Linked DNA regions of Hordeum vulgare: region 2 is linked to region 1. The links are chromatin contacts, called in public HiChIP or PLAC-seq maps. All regions are on one chromosome and are shown on one strand. Each heading gives the region's core, a stretch centred on a gene start, on an enhancer-like site or on the middle of the called end of the contact. The rest is flanking DNA. Distances are from core to core; before and after follow the strand shown. Region 1 holds the start of LOC123397204 (protein IQ-DOMAIN 5-like). Region 2 holds the start of LOC123452600 (MD-2-related lipid-recognition protein ROSY1-like).

Region 1 (7,133 bases), core at 1,966-4,465:
CCTGTATGGGGCCTTGGTTGGATTTCCCTCAGCATGTTGCGCTGCGGTATCAATGGCAATTCCATCTGCTGCGTACATGCCCAGGAACCGACTCTCCCACGGGCGGACGGCCATCCATCTCTCCAGCCAATTCCAGCTCCAGTTGTTCCTGTCTAGTTCAGAAGCTGTAATGGTTGCATGTTGCCTTGAACCTGCTTGCCACTGCAAAAGGAGAGAAAAAAGATCAGATGGGACACTAAAGGAAGCACTGATGCTTTCCCTTCTTCTTTTCAAGTAGCGGTCTCATATTACCTACACGGTACAACTACAGATAAAAGCTAATCAAGAGGAGCAGAATAGCAAGGAAAACATGATGACCAAAATTATATAGCTCGCTTGGAGGGAAGGTTAACTTCAATGTTATTCATGAAAGCAACACTTGGAATGCAGCAACAACAAACATACTAGACGGCAGTGCAGCAAAATACACAAAAACAGCGAGCATGAGGCTCCCCATATTACGCTGAATATCCAGAAGCTACAGTTAGGTTCAGGGCAATATGTTTGGTGCAATATATAGCATTCACCAAATCCGCGGTTCAAGCATCATGTTGTTACCACTTACCAGTATCAATATTGAGTAATCCTCGCGTAAAACGTATGATAAAGTTACCTGGTGAGAAAGGGCATAGGCCATGGCCCGCTCACGCTTGGCTGCTGCTTCCTGCCTCTTCAACAGTTTTGCTTGGATGTCTTCCACAGACCCTATACTATCGCACCACCCATCCTGCATTTTCAGTAAGGTGGTAATGGAAGTTAACTACCTGAGCCAAATAACTGCACCTGCACTACAATTTATCCTCTTTTAAAAATACAAACTGTAATACTGATGGGGAACTTCTGAGTTATGAACGGATGCCAACAAGGCAAGCAGCATAACGAAAATATTAATATAGAAGATTATAACCAAAAACCCTGCAAACTGGTGTGCAGCTTACCTCAATTTCTCGAACATGTGCCTCGTCTGTTTGCTCTTCTTCATTATTTTGTTGGTCATCCATCTGATTTTCCAGGGCCACACGAACTCGCCTTGCTCTAACACGGGCTTGTACCCTGACCAAAGCTTGCATACACCGGAGTGTTATAGCAGCTTGCTTTCTCACTATATGACCCCTTACAAGGGCCTGAAGCCTAACCAGTCCTTTTAAAGCTCGGCGGGCTCGCCTAGCCTGAAGAGGAATGAAGTTAAACTTAGTGTAGTACTAGTGCCCTATAAGAAAATAGATATTTAGAGCAATCTTGGCAGATTCCTGAATTTCATTCCAGCATCTCTTTGTTTACAAGATGAACCTGTCGGTAAGATATTATGCTTTGCACTAATACTTCAACTTGCCAGCCATATGAAGTATGAACATATGGTTCGTCAAACATTGTTGCACAGTACCAAAGTGTATCACATCGACCTATATACATAACACTTCCATGAATTAAAAGTTTTACTTTTATACACCAGTTAAGACGGTGCTTTTGTTTACCAACTATAAGCATGAGACCAAATATCAAATATACAAACTTGAGGACCATGTATCAGGATTATTCAGTTGTAGTTTTTTCTTACTTCTACTGAAACTGCATAGCCATTACATAAAGCTAACCACTCTCTATCTTATACCATAGTGACTGCACAAGGTCCTGTTTTAAATAGACGTTTTACACATAGCAACCCCCCTAATATAACCCTACACATTGAGATGAAAGTGCAGGTTTGCTTGGAACATGGAGCTTTTAGAATGTTCAAAATGTATAAAAAGCACACACTGGACAATGGCAAAATCTACAGAGAAAAAGGTGAATACCAGGAGGGCTCTGTACGCAGTCTGAATAATAGTGGCAGCCCAGATCTCTTTGAGTTCCTCTTCTGTTTGAGGCAGTGCCACGCTAAGCGTATTGAAACCAGGCCCTGAGCATGAAGGTGTGCTGCAATCGTCTTCTGACAGAACATTTCCATCAGGGAACTCTTCTGGTCCGACAAGGCCACCGTGATCCTGGGAATGCTGGCCCTGGCAGTGGAACTGATCGACGACATCCCTCTTCTGCAATTTCCCCAGTTCAGAATGTGTAAGCAAACAAGGGAATTCTCATACCACATCAGCAAAGGAACATGTGGCAGCAGAAACATGGCCTCCTCATATGTTTATCTTCAGAGATGGTGTAAAGATACTATTCCCTCCGTTCACCTTTACAAGTCGTTTCAGACAACTGAAATAGAGCTGTTTTGCACGCTGTCTGAAGTATCTGCAACGCCTTATAAAAGCGAACAGAGGGAGTACTACTAATATCCATTGATGTTCCAAATTTATAGTTATTGTGCTTACATAGCAACAGATCAGTTGAGTTTTTTTTGTGTGTGACTAATTTCAGTCCTCAAAATTTAACCTTGTCAGTGGTGCAGAGCCAAAGGATGGCTCGGATAATATAACCCAGATCTGCAACAAGCAAACAACTACAACTTGCAAAAGCAATGCATACAAGAAGTACCAACTGCTACCTATATTAGTAGATTTAGTGTAGAATAAGAATGAATTCTCACGGTATGATAAAAAAAAAAGCACTGGGCAAAATATTGCTATGATCCTTCGACATCCAAGCAGAATAAGGTAATAAGTTGACCAAATGGAATTAATGAACCCAGAGGTGAGAAGCAAAGGAGAGGCGGAATCGCAGGTAGGTAGAGGTAGTGCCCCGTACTGTTGGGCCGGCGTCGCCATCCTCCTTGCGGCGCTGCTGCTGCTGCTGCCTCTCCGCCTTCCTCAGCCCAACCAACGACTTGAGCCACCTCATCCCGCCGCCGCGTCACCTCACCTCACCTCGCCGCCACTGCAACCACCTCGAGTCGCAGATAAGTGTCGTCAGCACGAGGGCAATCTCAGAGAAGAGGACTAGAAAAGTCAAAAATCACCATGGAAAGTGAGTTACCAGATCACGGGCACCTGTGACGCCGGTGGAACCGGGGCCGGGCACCGCCGCCGCACCGCGAGATTGGGAGGCGAAGGTGGCGAGGGAGGGGGGCAAGGGAGGGCGTGGGCTGGAAGCGTCACCAGTGCCCAGTGCAGTGGCGCTGCTCCCCTGCCTGCCTGCTACTGGCACTCACCACGCGGCCATTACTGCCGCTCCTGTGTGCCGGTGCGAATTATTGCTGGCTCGCTCGCTCGGTCAGTCGCTGCCTGTGTGGCAGCCGCAGGGAGGAGGAGGCCCAGAATTATATAGCCAGGAAAATCACACTGTACTACTAGTCTACTACCACTCTTTGCAATAAACAAGCAAACAAAGAGAGAAAGGAAGAAAAGCGCGGCGCTTTCCTCAGGTTTTGCTTTCTGCACCCGCTTGTCGGAATCAAAAGCCCTTTCTTGTTGCTCCCTTCCGAGATGATTTATTTTCTTACCGCAGGGTGTCGTTTCTTTTTTTGCCTGCTTCTCTTGCAGGCAAAAGATTCTTTGATTAGCCTTAGGACAAGGTGATGCTGCTGCTGCTGCTGCTGCTGGGTTTAGAGTTATCATAGTTTAGCAATGCCGTGCGCTCCCCAGAGTGAAAGCTGTGTTGTTTTTTTCACCCTGTGCTGCGGATTTTGTTGGATTTTGGTCAGTGGCTTTGTTCGAGACTGTGGACTGATTGATCACGTGCTTTGTGGCACTAAGATTTCAGGGCCGGTGTGATTCCCTTTTAATGTATACATAAATTCGTTGAGATACGCATCTAGTGTAGCTTAATCTAGATTGACATTGCCATCTGTTCGGTCCTCAACAACATTTGGTGATTACATTTGGTTAAGGATATATGCCCAAGAGACGGCGTTAGGCGCACTGAAGAAAATACAGGTTTTCTCTGTTTACCGTCTGTATTTCAACTCGGCAGAAATCTTGGATGCGTCACTACGAGAAAGCTAGCACGGAGATCCTCAAAGTGATAAACGTCGGAGGACTTTGGTACTGGAGGAGTACAGCAGTGTGTGTGGGGGTGGCAATTGCTTTGTCAGAACTGAGTTTTTATGAGACATGTAACTTTAAGAACCGCTACTCACACTTGCTTGGTCAGTCGCTCGATGCTAGTGGCACGCTGGATTCTGCTGCGTATATTCATTTTCTGGCGTTACTTAGACAGTAAAAAAATTTAAAAATAAATAAAGAAGGAATACCTGGCATTATTTCTTCTGTTTTTAAATTTTTGTTGGTTGAAAAACCTAGATTAGTTCTCCCAACAACAAATATTAGATGCAGAGGAAGTATTAAACAAAGCATCCATTCCCAGTGTAAAGCTGATTAACTGTGAGGGAAAAGCCTTTATCATTGGGCGGTACATCAATGGGACACGTTATGTCCTGCGTCATGCCAACCGACCAAGGTCAAATTTTAACTGTCGCCTGCTGCTACCTTTGCTTCCTGTTTAGGGCTCTTTGATTCGAAGAAATTCTGAAAGGTAAAATCCAAAATAAAATAAACAAAAGATATTTCAAAAAATTGTGAATTTTTTTAGGTGAAAACATTGACAAAAGTTCTCAGTGTTTGCATTACCGAAAAATGACATTAATAGAATCGTGAAAAAAACACTGATCCAAAACGTTGCCAAAAATAACACTTTTAAAGCATCATTTTTGCTTTTTTGCTACGACTTTCATAAATGTTATTTTGTGATGAAATTTTTTGAGCACTGAGAACATTAATCAATGTTGCATAAAATATAGGAATCTTTAAGAAAAAATCCATTGTTTTTGGAAGGTACTGTTCATTCGAGCTCATTTGAGTTCGGGCTCAAAAGCAGCACGTCCTATGCATACACGTTTGGTAGCCTATATCTTTTTTGCCTCTTTGCTTCTGTGACTCAACTGGAATAATCTGATCAAATCCAGGCATAAAACAGAGATGTGTACCTGGTTTAATAACATGCATTACGGACGTGTTTGGTTCTTCGCATTAGGTCGGGCTAGGCCCGCACGGAAAGAATATGACCCGTTTAGTTGTGTGGGTCGCATCCAATTCATGGCCTGCACGAACCTCAAAGCAGGCGTGGGCCTCGCTATGGAGGAACGGCCGAATCAGCCTTTTTTGCGAGCCAAGCTCGCTTGAGCACGCACGGCGAGCGCCTGCAAGCCTTGGAACGCGAGGGAGACAAAGCGACTCCTCATAACTCCCCACGCCCTCTCCCATCACCTCCCTCGCAAGTTCACACCAATCCCTCTCTCTCACCTCACCGCCCGTTCGGTTTCTCCGATGGCCACGCCACAGTCTAGCCACGCCCCACCCACCCCGGTCATCACCGACAACAATCCCATCCAAGAGAGGTGGGTTGCCGGCCTCTCTATGGCCGTTGTAGGTCTGGCGCCGGCATTGCAAGCTCCCTCCTATTTCTACACCATGTCGCCGCCCCGGGCCAATGCAGCGTCGGCGCCGGTTGCTCCGTCTCCTCCACCGGAGCCGGTGGTCCTCTCCATCGGTTCGAACATCGGAGGGATCCAATACCCGCCGGCATCATCCTTTGCAGGCCCCTCTTATGAGGGTATTTTACCCCCGTATGAGGGTTTTCTCCTCTGCGTCTGGCGCAAGGGGAGGGGAGCTCCAGGACGCCGGTGTCATCTTCGAGCCGGCGCTGGACGAGGTCCACGGCCGCAACCCTCGGAATGGTCGGGTCCTCTTCATCAGTGGCGTCAGCACCCCTCTTCCCGCCGAAGTTTTCACCACGGTCGGCGTACGCTACACCAGCAACCCCCACAGTAAGCTCTCAAATCCCCCTGTGCTTTTTAGTTAGGGTTCTTAGGGTAGTTCATAGTGTGTTGGATTAGATTGTGACCCGTACATTTGACCCGATTCGATCTGATTCGATTGGATTCTACTAGATTCGACCGGGTTTGATGAGAATCCACTGTTTTGGGTATGAACAAGATTGCATGCTTACTTTGTTCATCCCACATGCCTAGATTGTTCATAATGTAGTGGTGGCTTTCATTTGTTCTTACTGCCATATTGTTAGTTTGTAGTGCAACATTGTTTGTTCTTGGTGCTACTACTAGTATATATGTTACTGTTGTTAGTTATTACTGATGTTTGTTCATGCTACTCTTCTTGCTATTGTTGTTGATGCTACTCTTGTTGTTGTTGTTGTTGTTGTTGTTGTTATGTTGATCTTGTTGCCAGGGTACGTGAGTGCATGTGGAATGCAAGTAGGACATGCTTGAATGCCAAAAATAGTAGGTGGAAGTAGGACATTTGAGCGGTGGCTTCATCTAATCAGTGTTAGCACTGATCATGTGACCACTGATACCTGTAACCACTGATCAGAGTAGTACTGATCACGGCCAGGATCAGTACTAACAACCTCTTAATACAAAGTAGGTGCCCACACAGACCACTCGCGGGTATGTTGCTCACTAAAGCATCTGAAGCGCTTTCGGGAGAATGTACGATGAAGAGTGCCCATACTTATTCCCGCATGGTGGTTAGAGTGATAAAGGCCAAAGGCCTACTCAGATCACATATACAAAACCATTAGTGTCTTGGTAGCTCGCAGAGACGATCAGTGCTCCTCCCGCCCCGTCTCGAGGACTTGCGGCAAGGGTCAGACCCATCCCTCTCCTATACGTTCTGCCTGCCCGACTGCGCCTCGTAGTTATCTCACGGGTACCTTCTCGGTCAACCCAACTCCACATCACTCGCGGGTACCCCTCTGGGCCGACCCGTCTTTCCGGTGAATCTGGGGAAAAGTCCAAGTAACTATGTGTCCATAACATCAAGGTGGAATCTGAGGAATCACCCTCGATGGATTCCAATTGATGTAACCATCAAGGTGATCAGGGAGGAATCACCCTCGAAGGTTCACACTTGAGGAGTTGCACGACAGATTCGTTATCGGGAGTGGTGAAGGAGGAATCACCCTCCGTAATCCACATCCGACTAGCTACACTACAGAGTTAACATCAGGAATGCTTTACGTGGTATCACCCTCGACACTCGATAGTAACTCTGTGGAGAAGTGCATCTAAGGGGGTTTGATGTGATGTGTCGGGATCATGACGTCGACGAGGTTGATCGAGTCATCAATGATGAAGCGAGGGCAACAAGGACAATGGGTGGGGGTCACTGATGGTTCACCATCCAACCTATACT
Region 2 (7,133 bases), core at 3,096-5,595, 270 kb after region 1:
TCGCTATCCGGGCCTTTCGGCTGTTGGCTTAACTAGGCCTATAAAAAATATTGGGGCCCTAAATTTTATGGGCCCTGTGCGGGCCGCACAATCTATACAACTATGGGCCCGGCCCTGATCAACGTGTTGCAATTCTTGAGAATAGTTTTCCCGACAAATATATTATTTTGGTTTCACATCCAATGAATTGATGTTTGTCAATATCATATTTTTATGTGTATATCATGTTCATTTTATAAATATCTCTTATTTGAAAATTTGTATTTTGCTGTGAGTTTTTTGTACTTGAAAAATCACACACAACCGGGTCTAAACCAAGACCGTGTGTCAATCTTTCATCATTCATCACAACTTTTGGTGACATCAATGATATATTTCTCATTAGGTGGGATGGATGTTTTAAATAGGATGTTTGAGCCATCTTATTTTGAGGTTCTTGTAGTGGTAGACACCACATATTGAAAGAACTTCGATGCAAGGCAAGGTTTCAACCGAGGATGAGGGGTTGGCCTCAATCTCGATAGGAGATGTTGTTAGAACATTGTGCCCTCATGTTTGGTTTTGTTAACTGATAAAAAATCTCTATGGACTAATGTTTTCCTTGAGTTATATGCGAAGGATTTGTCCATATGCATTTCTTGAATTTCATTTGTTGTTTTCAAGAAGTTTATATGATGATCAAGGTGGTATTCAAGGATTTATCCAAAGATTGATCATGTGAGAGTTTAGCTTATTGCAAGCATGTCTTAAAGAAGAAGATTGTGTGAACATTCATGCTTACCTTCAAGACATCACCTATGTAAAGAGAGAAGATAACATGCAAGGTTGATAAAGACTATGGCAAAGAGCGATTCAAGTTGATCAACACACACAGCGTAGAAGATGTACCAAGTGGTATCAAGTGATCTCATGGTATGGTAAGTATTGTCCATTACACTTTGTATACTAACCATGATCTTTGTGAGTGTTACTTGTGGGATTAGGTATGTTTCAATGGGCATGCATCAAAAGAAAGATCACGTACAAGCCATGGTGGATGACATCAAGTGGTGATAGTCATCAAGGTTGGGGTGTGCAAGTTAAAGTGAAGCATCACAAAGATACCACTTGCTTGTAGCTTGTCATCCATTAGGTGATAATGGACATGTCAAGATGTGTCGAGGAGAGGCTCATCCATAGTGGAGTATCGGGAAAAATTTACTAGTCTTCATCGAGTCGGCGCAATAAAAAAAGGTGGTCCATCTTGAGGAGGACAAGATCGTCATCATCTAGCCCAAGTGGACTATGCGCAAGGTAAATGTTTGCCCTTGATAGATTTCCTATTTTACCGGTCTCACGGTGTTAGTTGGGAGACCAGGTTATGGGATCGATTGCCGTACTATCAATAGTTGCAGCATGACTAATGTCATTTGAATATGGACCAACAATAGTTGCAGCATGACTAATGTCATTTGAATATGGACCAAAGCGGCTTTGCGAGGGCGAGTCACTTGCATCATCGTCGTAGAGGAACTTCTTGCAGTTGTCGACTTAAGACTCGAATCTCGTAAGATAGCACATCGTTGTTATTCTGTTTGACAAGATTTTGTAAATGTCAAATTTAACTAGTTGAGAGTGCAACGGGTATGGTTTGATCAGGCCAAGAAAAATCCTATACGGCAGCATTGACAAAAAAAAGAGATCATTTGTATGCACATGTGACTAAATTAACACAGAACAAAGTTGGCTTGTCATAATTCATGAAAGGTGTTAAAACCAATTCGTTATACAACCATGATTCCCTCGCAAGATACACGTGGAATCTCAATTTGTAGTAACAAACAACTTGATTTTATTGTCGTGTATTCTTCGGATGAGCTGTAATGCCTTTTTACCTACACTTTTCCAAACACTTTTGCTCTTATTTTGAGGTCTAATTTGCATGATTTGAATGAAACTAATCCGTACTAAAGTTGCTTTGAGCAGAATTTCCATAGTTTTGTTGTTGTGCCGAAATAAAAAATCTTGGAATTGAATGAGTATTTTTGAAAATATACTTGGAATATAAAAATATGGAAACCAAAAAATATTGAAGGTGGGCCACCAAGGAGTCACATGGACAGGTGGTGCCGCGCCATGTGTTTGTGTGCCCCCCGATCACCTAATCTGGGTCTGTTTCTAACTCCATTATAATTTAAATAACACAATGATATTCATTTAAGTATTTATTTTTATCCACATGACATCTATCACAAAAAACAAGCAACACAATCTTGATGAATTTATTCAACATAGCAACTATTCCCTCTATTTGACAATAAAAGTAGTTTAGGATATTGTTATGGTCTTCGACATAGCACTTTAACCATAATTTTTCAAAAATACATATTGTTTAAATAATCACAATAAAATATATATTTCAGGATCAATCTACTAATATTATGGATAAAAGGAACCAAAATACAACTATGTAATATAGAAAAACAAATCAAGATCAAATCATGGGCTTATTACAATTTGAAGGTGACTAACGTGGAATGCACTTGCATCTCCCAGCACAAGTCAAGACAAAACTAGTATGGTTAACATATGTTCTAACTATTGTAATATTATTCTACACCCAACGCATGGCTTCAAATTAAACTTCAGATAGCTACATAAGAATCATGGGATATACAAAATGGTGTTAACCACAATCTCGTATACATCATAACTCCACAACTCAAGTTGAATCTGATTGAGAAAAAATCTTTAAAAAGTGACAACCTTTCTAAAAAGTATTAATTTGAAACTACCATAAGGCTATGGACATTTTAAGAGATGGTAAAAATATGATTTTATTTTTACCTCATTGCATTGAACTTTTAAACCACATATTTTTGTAGGGTGTAGAAACACAGATTTTTGTCTGTTTTGACTCTTTGAGCATGTTGAAAAACAACAAGCTTGTAAAAAAATCTTTAAAAAGTGTCAATCTTTCTGAAAAGTATGAATTCGAAACTACCATAAGGCCATGGCTCTTTTAAGAGATGGTAAAAACATGATTTTATTTTTACCTCATTGCATCGAACTTTTAAACCACAGATTTTTGTCCATTTTGAGCATGTCAAAAAACAGACAGGCTTGTAAAATAATCTTTAAAAAGTGGCAATCTTTCTACAAAGTATGAATTTGAAACTACCATATAGCCATGGATCTTTTAAGAGATGGTATAAACATGATTTTATTTTTACCTCGTTACATCGAACTTTTTATCCACAAATTTTTGTCCGTTTTGAGCATGTGAACAAACAGACGGGATTGTAAAAAAATCTTTAAAAGGTGAAAATCTTTCTAAAAAGTATGAATTTGAAACTACCATAAGACTATGAATCTTTTAAGAGATGGTAAAAACATGATTCTATTTTTACCTCACTGCAGCAAACTTTGAAACCACGTATTTTTGTCGGGTAAAACACACATATTTTTGTCTCTTTTGAGCATGTCGAAAAACTGACAGGCTTGTAAAAAAGATATTTAAAAAGTGATAATCTTTCTAAAAAGTATGAACTCGAAACTACCATAAGGCTATGGATCTTTTAAGAGATGGTAAAAAAATGATATTATTTTTACCTCAGTGCATCGAACTTCTAAACCACAGATTTTTGTCGGGTAAAACATACATTTTTTTTTCTGTTTTGAGCATGTCAAAAAAAAAGACAGGCTTGTAAAAGTCAACTGAAGGCCTCCACCCGGTCAAACCGAATCCCAACCAATTTGCACGCAAGAACAATGTCAAGGCCCAATCAGGCCTACACACACACGGCAAACCATATTTAACACCACAGACGTCGGTTACAGGTAAAATTGCTAACGAGTGCCTGCTGTGGGTCGGTCCGTATAAAGATCCTTAATGAACTTTTTTTAGCCTGTGAACTGTTTTAGCACGTGAACTTTTTTGAAATAGGAGAACTTTTTAAAAAAATTGATGTTTTAAAAAATGGTAATTTTTTCTGAAAATCGATGAACCTAATTTAAAATTTATGAACTTTTTTCAAAATCAGTGAGCTGTTTTTGAAAAATGATGAATTTTTTTTTTAAATCGGTGATTTTTTTTCGAATTCTGTGAATTTTTTGAAAATTCATGAACATATTTCAAAAGTAGTTGAAAAAAAAAATCATGATCATTGGAACTTTTTGGAAATCTGTACTTTTTCAATTTTTTAATGATCAACGCATTTTTACATTGATCGGTTCATGAGAAGGAGCGCTGCAAGCGCCGGTTCCCCGGAGCGGCGTTGAAGGCGCCGAATAGGAGTCCCCACGCACACTGCTGCCAACAACTCTCTCCTTGAATTGACCGGGCCCACTTCCTCAGCGACACGACTCGCGTCCACCTGCCTCTCTGCCTGCCTGCCTGCCTGCCGGTCTAGTCACGCCACACCACAGAGCTTTGCCTCCGCAGCGATGGCGACCAACCGCCGCCTCCGCGACCTGCTCCTCCTCGCCGCGGCGCTCCTGATCTCCGCCTCCTGCGCCGCCGCCGCCGACTTCGAGTACTGCAGTGAGCGCTCCGAACTCTCCTACCGCCGCCAAACCATCCCCGTTTTGACTTTTGAGATTCCGCGGATTGTGTGTGCGATGCGAGCTTCTGTTGGTGTTTGGTTCCGCAGATAAGGGCCGCCACTATCCGGTGAAGGTGAGCGGCGTGGAGATCTCCCCCGACCCCGTCGTGCGCGGCAAGCCCGCCACCTTCAAGATCTCCGCCTCCACGGGTAAGATTTCGTCGAATAGCCTGAACTCCTTGCGATTGGGCTGCTGAATTGCGACGCCGTGTGCTCATGACTGCTGTCGAGTAACTTGAATCTAGCTTGTTAGTAGAGTACTCCTTGTTATTGACTTGTTGCTGGTAGCAGCCTACTCCAGAAGTTAGATCGGTGGCTCCGTGTGTATGCAGTAGTCAACTCCTATCAAATCGATGCACTTTTGCTTTGCTTTTGAGGTATCAACTTTTTAGAGGAATCAAATTACTGCCCTGCTGAAGGTTTCGCAGGCGCTATCCATGTACTGTTATATGTGAATTAGTCATGTGCGCCGTCACATTTCAATTTTTCAACCATGAACTGGAGTTTGTGAAGGACCTACTGTGGCGTGTGACAGTGTTAGAAACTGTCTTTAGGTGTTTCTGCAAGACTGCTTTGGAGTTTGGACAAGGCAGCTGGTACTGTCATTCTATTTGCACCTGGATGTTTGGATTGTGGAGCGTCCAATATTTGTTGGCCGCAAATTCCAGTAATGTGTGCATGCTTATCGGCCTTACTTCCATCACTTCCCTCTGTTTGTCTATGCTTGTATTTGAGTTTGTCTATGCTTGTATTTGATAGCCAAGAGATGAAAGAAATGTGAGTTCTAACATGTAGTTCCTGCAAAACACTTTACAGATTCCACTTCATAGTTAGTACCATGCTCGCTATGGCTTAAATATTGAAATTATTAGGATTTCTGCTGAACTGTGGATTCTGTTTGTCTGCTGGATCTTCTTAGTAGTAGTACATTTTGAATCTGCTACTAGTATCTGCACACACACACAAGCATCAAGCATGGGCACACGCAGTCTACAATATTTCACTTCTTATGAGTATTTTTCTATAACTAGAATGCTTTTTCTAGCTGATTCCTTCCTCAGAATCCCCCTAATACATTGTTACTACTGTTTACACCTGACAGATAAAACCATCACCAAAGGGAAGCTGGTGGTAGATGTGTGGTACTTCTTCTTCCACGTCGATTCAGAAACTCATGACTTCTGTGCTGGGACTCCCTGTCCCGCAACCGGCGAATTCGTGCTAACCAGCGAACAGACTCTGCCATCTTTCACCCCACCAGTAAGCATACTCGCAGTGTACATTCAGTTTTGGTGCTGAACCTGTCAATATATTCTCTTGTAGTGCTGAGACGGACTAAGTAGGTTGATGTAAGTAATATCACATCCAGACATCCTGACGTTTTGTGCTGTTGTGATGTGCTTCAGGGCTCTTACAGTCTCCAGATGAAGCTGCTGGGGGACAAGAAAGAGGAACTGACCTGCATCTCCTTCGGCTTCAACATCGGGTTCATCGCGCCTGTCGCCACTATCTGAACCAAATATGTGCCGCGGACCAAACACGCCCTTGGTTGCAGTTGCAAAGAGCACACCACGTTTGTATGTATGTACCTGCAGAACTATGTGAACTCTGAATCACCCCGAGTGAGAGAGCATGTGTTGGACTGAGCCTTTTTATTCAGATTTGCTGCCGGTGCCAGTTTCCTGAGTGTCGAATGTCGGTTGTGCGTGTTTATACTTGTGTGGTTGGATTCGGCGGTTGCGTTCGACGAATCATGGGCGTTTTGGATGATTGTTAGTTGGGGCCGCTGCGGCATTCATCCTGTGATGGCCCGACAGGGGCGTCCATCCGTGGAGGACCTGTCCTGGGTTGCTGCTAGCGCGCTGTCCACCCAGGCAGCAGCACTGTCAAGAGGAGAAGATAGGGCCGCACTGTCAAGCACCTAAATGCTTTGTCCATTGTACTTTTATGAAAGCTCCTTTTTGTCTTGCTTTGATGGTTTTGTTATCTCTGGTGACTCAGCGATTAGTTATAATACGTGCAAATACATGTTAAGCATGTGTCCCTACTACGGCATCAGCGCTCGTATGCGACAAGAAAGGGTGTGACGTCGGCTCTGCTGTCGTCCTCGTATGTAGGTAAATACCTGTGCGTTCTAACGGAACAATAAATATAGTCTAATTTAAAATTTCACAACGAAAAAAGAGTTATTATTACTAGTAAAAGGGCTCATGCGTTGTAACGACAGAAAAAAAGACCACACGTTTTTAATCTTTTTATAATCATTTTGATTTATTAAAATAATAAGCTAACTAACTAATGTAGTCAGTCCTATCCTATTTTGTTGAGAAATCAACTCGTTCATTGTTAATTCCACCATGATGAGAAATTGAGCGGGACAAGCAAAGCAAAACAAAGAGGCTACGTGAATTGATCAGTGGACTATTATCTTATTTCACTCATGGTGTAGAGAATGTGGGATCAGAAGACAAACTGAAGGTGGTGTTCCATTCTCTATCTCTACAACAATATAATCTTACATTCAATACATTTATTCATCAGCAAACAAAT

The links. HiChIP or PLAC-seq counts read pairs in DNA pulled down with a chosen protein or histone mark.
Region 2: an H3K4me3 HiChIP or PLAC-seq map of embryo shows a contact between it and region 1, with 4 times the contacts expected there. The contact joins the promoter of LOC123452600 here to the promoter of LOC123397204 in region 1. A contact is called at or near these places in 2 of 6 Hi-C or Micro-C datasets (leaf and seedling) and 1 of 1 datasets of contacts at active chromatin or transcription factors (embryo).

The regions. Positions count from the first base shown.
Region 1 is chr5H:542,601,751-542,608,883 of MorexV3_pseudomolecules_assembly, forward strand. LOC123397204 (protein IQ-DOMAIN 5-like) reads right to left here and starts at 3,216. Exons shown (of 11, transcript XM_045091844.1): 1 at 2,956-3,216; 2 at 2,728-2,866; 3 at 1,836-2,072; 4 at 978-1,208; 5 at 653-766; 6 at 1-201. The coding sequence starts at 2,820.
Region 2 is chr5H:542,872,789-542,879,921 of MorexV3_pseudomolecules_assembly, forward strand. It overlaps LOC123452600 (MD-2-related lipid-recognition protein ROSY1-like), which reads left to right and starts at 4,346. Exons shown (of 4, transcript XM_045129279.1): 1 at 4,346-4,522; 2 at 4,632-4,733; 3 at 5,686-5,843; 4 at 5,990-6,269. The coding sequence starts at 4,426. The coding sequence ends at 6,097.